2 separate regions of the Zea mays genome follow, and region 1 is linked to region 2. The links are chromatin contacts, called in public Hi-C maps. All regions are on one chromosome and are shown on one strand. Each heading gives the region's core, a stretch centred on a gene start, on an enhancer-like site or on the middle of the called end of the contact. The rest is flanking DNA. Distances are from core to core; before and after follow the strand shown. Region 1 holds the start of LOC103629725 (FT-interacting protein 1). Region 2 holds the start of LOC100193130 (Non-structural maintenance of chromosomes element 4 homolog A).

Region 1 (3,113 bases), core at 79-2,578, 240 kb before region 2:
CGAAGTGGCGCGTCTTGCCCTTGTAGTTGCCGAGGCGGACCTCGACGTAGGGGTCCATGGGCGCGCCGGTGATGGGGTTGGGGGGAAGGTCCTTGGCCTTGACGACGCGCACGTACAGAAAGAACATCTGCTCCACCAGGTCGTACGTGCTCGACGGCTTGTCCACGCCCAGCCAGCCGGCGATCCCGCCGCCCGCGGGTCGCACCGGGCCCGCCGCGCCCTTGGGCCATTGCTCGCCCAGCAGCGGGTTGGTGTCCTTGAGCTGGAAGTCCTCGTGGTGCGGGTCGCCGCCGTGCCCCTGGGCCATTTGGTCGCCGCTGCTAGCTGGTGAGCCCCGACCTTGCACTGATGTTGACCTCACCTACTATACGTGCTTGCTCCGAACCTATCTCCATTGCCGCCCGCAAAAGCACAAACGAAATCGATCAGGAAAACTCCATGAACGAAAACTCCGTAAAATCTCATTACTGATAAGTTTTTTTAGCGCACTTACTGTTGAAACTTGAGAAGCTGGTTGGCTCGGTAACAATGGCGCGCGAGGCACTTATATGACACCTAGGCTAGAATCCCCGCAGGCTGCTTCATTCATCTGCAAACGGCATGCAGACCACAGAGCAACTTTTTGAGCAGGCAAGCGTCTGGCCGATGGCCCTGCGGCTGCGCCTGTACTGTACACAGGGGGGAGGGGGATCGTGGCGGGAGCCGGGAGGGAAGGCAAAGCGTCCGCCGCGGCCGCGTCGGTGGTGAACCCGGCGACAAGGAAGGTATACTTGAACTTGAGGCCTCTACCAAGCTTAGCTAGCTAGCCTAAACCCTGCCCCCCTGCCTGCGCCTTCTTGTTGAGAGGAGGAGAGCGTGAGGCTGCAGCCGAAGGGAGTGTTCTTTCGCGGGAAGCTGGCAAACGAGAGGAAAGCACGAGGGATCGTGCATATGTGTGCAAAGGCGATCGAACGACGGTGCCTGCCAGTGCCAGGGGCAAATCTAAAAGCTGGCTGGCGATCGATCGATCGGTCGTGGGAATCGATTCTTTGGAGCGCCGAGTGGGCTTCGTTCATGCGCCCTTGAATTGAATTGAAATGGCGTGCTCACATCTCGTCCTCTGGTCTGGTCTAGCAGGGCGCAAGGGAGAAGGAACCTTGCAGAGTTCGTGGGCCAGGCCAGGACCCATCTGCTGTGGTAGTGGTACTGGTACCCATGATGCCATGGTAAATTTCCAGCTTTCCTGCTGCTTACTCTTCCGTAGACAGCTAGCAACATGGTCGAGAAACAAGTGTCAAAAAGCCATGATTCTTTCCCCCTCTCTCTTAAAATAAAACCAAAGTTATGTTTCTCTGCACGCGCGGCGCAGATACACTACTGTTTATTTTTTTTAAAAAATAATAATCTTGTTTCAGTTTCAGTCAACGAAACTCATAACATATATGTTGTCTATATTAGTAAACCAACTGTGTCGTGATTTAGTGGTTTCTGAAACCCGGAGACACAATAATATTTGTGTTTGCTTGGCAGATAACAAATGTTTATAGTTGATAAAATGTTTAGAGTCCATTAAAAAAAGAAAGAAAAACCTGATTCAATGATTCAAAACGCATTCAGTAGATTGGCTATCTGTCTTTTTTACTCGGTATCTCCTCCCCTCGATAGACATATGACAGACATATGACAGATATATGACGTACAACTCCCTTCATAACCTGCCTGTGCATCCTAGGTCTCGCCCTGTCTGAGTGTGTACAGGACGTCGATGTCAGGTGTGGCATGTGCATCCTATGCCTCATCCTGCCACTCTAATTTAGTACTAGTTTGAAAACCATAAATCCGGTAGGAAATTTTAGACTCTTTAATCTCTACAAAATCAGAAGGGAATTTTAAGCCCTCCAATCTTTTTCGTTTTTATGGCTTCCAAACTAGCCTTGGTTGTGGCCTACCGCCTCTCTTTTGATGAGCGGCGGCGACGGCTCCACAGTCCAGTGGCGGCAACACGTTCGTAATAAGGATGGAAACAGTCAGTGGTGCTATCAATCTCCACCTGGCGCGCAGGGTTAATAATTAAACAATGAGACATAGTATAGCTGCTTATCGAGGAAGCAGACGGAAGTTACCTTTATTCTCAAATTAATGTGTCAAAAGGCAAAGCCGGGGGGAGAATATATTCCCATGTCATCTCGCCACTCCAATGCGTCCAGTCCGTGGCATCTAATCTGGGGGAATGGGGCCAAGTAATGTCCGGTAGCGGATGACCCCATCGTTGTACAGCCATTGCAGGAAGGAAAAATGGAGCGGAATAAGGCCAATAAAAATGTTGGTAATCAGACTGGCCGACTGGGCAATTAGTGGTGTGGATCTACAGTATCTTTATCTTCTAATTAAAATATTATTTTTTCTTATATTAGAGGATATCTCTACTACTTATTAAGGCTACAATAGTAGTCTGCTATTTCATGTTCTGCCTTTCCGATTCGCTCCTCCCCGCGCATAGTCCATTCCTGTGTTCTGTCCGCCGACGTCTAGCTAAAATTTAAAAAATACAAATGACCCCAAGGGGATTCAAACTCACAACCGCTCCAATCAAATACCAACAATAGTTACCACTACACCACATGCGTGTTTATGTCTACATCTATAACAGTAAACACATCTACTATCTCTCTCCCCAAGCTCACCTGCTAACCTTGCACAATGCGTAGTAGTAGATAAGTATCACCGAAATTCTTGAATTATATTTTTGGATGGAGGGAGTAGTATTTAAAGAAGAGTCTTGCTTGCAATTTCTTTTGTTTGAATAATGTTTTCAACTTAAATTTCTTTTTTGCATGCGTGACATTTATTCTTCGTAATATTTTTTCCATGGATCTGACTTGTGAGTTATTTTTATAAACCAACGCCAAACATGAATCCATGTTTCTTACTTGAAACCCCAAACAAACACCATTTGCAGGAGGCACTCGCGTTGGGGTCGCTCATCGACGACGAGAAGAAACTTGGCGACTGCCAGTTCGACCTCTAGAAAACAGTCCTACGTGGTCGCATGTGCACTATGTACGACAAGCTCCAGCGCAGCCGCCGCTTGGACGCGGTGCAGAGCGGTTGCTTCGCGCTGTCCATCGTCAAGC
Region 2 (3,172 bases), core at 332-2,831:
TTCATTTTATTCCATTTTAGTCTCTAAATTGCTAGAATTTTAGTTTTTGTATTTGACAATCTAGGGACTAATATAGAATAAGATGATTAGTCCTTACAAATCAAACTCCTTAACATACTGTGTGAACTAACGTGAACTTGCCCAGGCGAGTGATAAATTGACAGTTTTGGAATTTTCCGGGCATTATTCAGCGGGCAATTCAAAATGCCGTCAACGTAACGCGTGCACCTCGTGTGCTGTGCTGTAATCTCACTCCGCCATGTCCGACCCACGGGCATCAACGTCACCGTGACGCTGTCGACTCCCGGAGTTCAGCGCTACCCTACCCTCATGCTCAGGTTATAGCAGGGACAAGAAGCTTCCACCACCTCAGGAACGTTCGGTCCGACCTCATTTATCCACTGCGTTCCGTACCTAGGTGGTATCTGCAAGATTTTGAGAATCTGGATACCGCATAAAATTCAATTCAAATTTTATTGGTCAGGTTATAGAGAGATTGTGAGATTTTGACATAAAATTCAATACAAAATTTAGGAGGTGTTTGGTTCATAATAAAATCCTAGAATGAGATTCTAAAAATGAGGTAGATACAAACAGGCCCCTAGATGTTTCCAACCAATGGTCTATCTACTGTTTACATGACCTTAGCTTATTTTTATATCGTCTAATACGAAGATCAAATATGTCGTAAAGATGTTTACAATATAGGCTTATAGATCTAGTAGTAATAAAAATAATAGAATATGGTATCATAACGATACATTAAAGAGAATATTGCAGAGGCAACATTACATATAATACATACTACATACTTCTGTGATATTTAGATTTTTTCTATAGCCAAATTACCGGAAACTAGATTTTCGTTAGAAAAATGGCGAACCAAACAGACATTGGCGAGTGATGGGCTGATGGCATAGAAATAAACTGGATGCTGCTGCCATGCCACACCGCGACCAAACCAAATGAAATTTGTGACGCGGTAAACAAGGGATCGGCAGGAGGCTTTTACCGCGCAAAAATTTACCGCGGGCGCCTTCGCCGCGAAGCAGCGTAAAAACACAATACGATCGCGCGCACGCGCACAGGTACACAGGCGCGGCGCGGGCGGGAAGCCACGCGGCCACCTGAGGAAGCGAGGCCAGTCCGCGTCCATGAACCGACCTCTCCCTGACAAGCAACGGCATAGGCCAACCAAGACCCTTGTCCACCTAGACCACGCCTACCTTGCCACCGCGGCTCGCGCAATCCTCTCCCACATTCCAGAATCCAGCCAGTGCTTCACCTACGTGAAAACCACCCGCCGTATGCCGCGGAAATCCCACTGACGCTTGGCCCATACTGGCGACCGCGCTTCTGGGATCCACGGTGCAGTCAGACGCGCGTAAAATCCAGGGCATTTTCGGGGGGGTGGAGCGGCCGTTCAAATACCCGACGCCCTTGGCCGCTTGTGCCCTCGCTGGCTCGCTCTGCCTCCGCCGCTCCCCTTCGTTTCCTTCCCCTGCACACCACCGCCTCCAAACCCTTCAAAAACCACCACCGCCCCCAGCTTCCCTACCGCCCTCGTTCCGGAGCCTAGGGTTTGGGAAGTCGAAGGCCTCGGCGCTTCGTTTGCCAGCGCAATGCCGGATACGGGAGCGAGAGGCCGCGGCGATGAGCCGGAGCCTGTGACGCCGCAGCAGCAGGCGGAGGAGACCCAGGCGGTGGACGATCGGCGGTTGCTGCGCTCGCAGTACCTCGCCGTGAAGGGCCTTATCAGCGGTAGGACCGTGTTGCCGTGCGAAACCCACTAAATTCCCGATTGCCGTTTCGGCCGTTGGCTGGGTTTGATTTTTTTTTTGGTTACGTTTGTGCGGCTGTGCTTGTGTGTAGACGAGAAGGATGAAATGGCGAGCGCGGACTCTGATAAGTTCTGCTCCATTATCAACAGAGTGGAGAGCCTGCACCAGCTTGGTAAGCGCGACTGCGCATTTGTTGGCCTCTTGTAAACGCGGTTTTCATGATTTTGGCCGGTAAACTTTCCGCTTATACTGGCACGCATCATGCTAGTGTGAAACTCGCCATTTGAGTGGCCAACAGGATGAGACTTGCTTTGCTTTATGCTTCTGCGGTGTAATCTGGTCTCTGTTACTGATTTTGATTCTGTGCTCCATCATCTGTCAATGATGTCTAGATATGGCCATACGGGTCACCACGTCTCTAATAAACATGCAACTGAAATTTGTTAGATGCTGGGTAAGTAGGTAACACGTGAACTTACTGTTAATTAATGTTGCTTGTCAATCGCGTCCTCTCTTTTTTTGGATTTAATTTCAGTGGGGGGTAACGCAGGGAACTTTTTTTGCAGTAATGTAACGAGGGTGATATCACATCCATTTTAGGAGACATGCAATTGAAATCTGAACACTTTGGATGTCATACATGAAGTTCATTCATGACCATGGCCAAATGTTCAACTATAATCACATCGACTGCAGTTGTTTCTCAAATACTTGAAACAATGCCTTTAGTGCAGTGCTGTATTTTGATATCATGTGCATACAGTACTTACTGATCGCTGACGCTGTTAGCAGAAATCTGACTATAAAACTAATGCGCGCGTCTTTCTGCTGCAGTTCAGAGGCCCAGGGAGCAAATAGCTGACGCAGAAACCCTGCTGGACCTTACTGCTAGTTTGGTAGCATCAGTAAGGTCCCAATCAGTTCTGGGAATCACACCTTCTGATTTTATTGCTGGACTGCTGAAGAAATTTGGAAAGAAAGGAGGTTCCAATGATAATGTTTCATTGGACTGGGCTCGTCTTGGGCTTGCTACCTCACGTGTTTTCATGTCTGCATCTGGATGTGCCACCATGTAATGGATCCACTGTTTTTTTTTACCTGAAGTTAGCTTTGGTTGTTTTAGTTTCAAGGTTTTGAAAATTATATGGTTTGTTTTGACAGGATTGGTCCCATGACGACAGAAGTGAAGCCACGAAGAGTTTGTATTAGGAAGAAGAGGACTGCGAGGCCACATGGAAACGCTTGCCCTGAACAGGTACCCTTTCATGTATGATTAGTGTAATGGAAGATATGCTGGTTTTGTAGTCATTGTTGTTTGTTCATAGTGGATTGGGTACATAATGGATCACATTTTATCATTCCAGATTTATTATTCATTAAGTAAATAGATA

The links. A called contact is a pair of places that touch in the nucleus more often than the background predicts.
Region 1: a contact with region 2 is called in a Hi-C map of leaf, with 4 times the contacts expected there. The contact joins the promoter of LOC103629725 here to the promoter of LOC100193130 in region 2. A contact is called at or near these places in 2 of 25 Hi-C or Micro-C datasets (leaf and an unstated tissue).

The regions. Positions count from the first base shown.
Region 1 is chr6:108,491,510-108,494,622 of Zm-B73-REFERENCE-NAM-5.0, reverse strand. LOC103629725 (FT-interacting protein 1) reads right to left here and starts at 1,328. Exons shown (of 2, transcript XM_008650841.4): 1 at 494-1,328; 2 at 1-389. The coding sequence starts at 307.
Region 2 is chr6:108,256,030-108,259,201 of Zm-B73-REFERENCE-NAM-5.0, reverse strand. LOC100193130 (Non-structural maintenance of chromosomes element 4 homolog A) reads left to right here and starts at 1,581. Exons shown (of 7, transcript NM_001138290.1): 1 at 1,581-1,761; 2 at 1,873-1,953; 3 at 2,616-2,853; 4 at 2,943-3,036. The coding sequence starts at 1,623. LOC100382067 (Tubulin binding cofactor C domain-containing protein) reads left to right here. Exons shown (of 9, transcript NM_001174830.1): 9 at 1-111.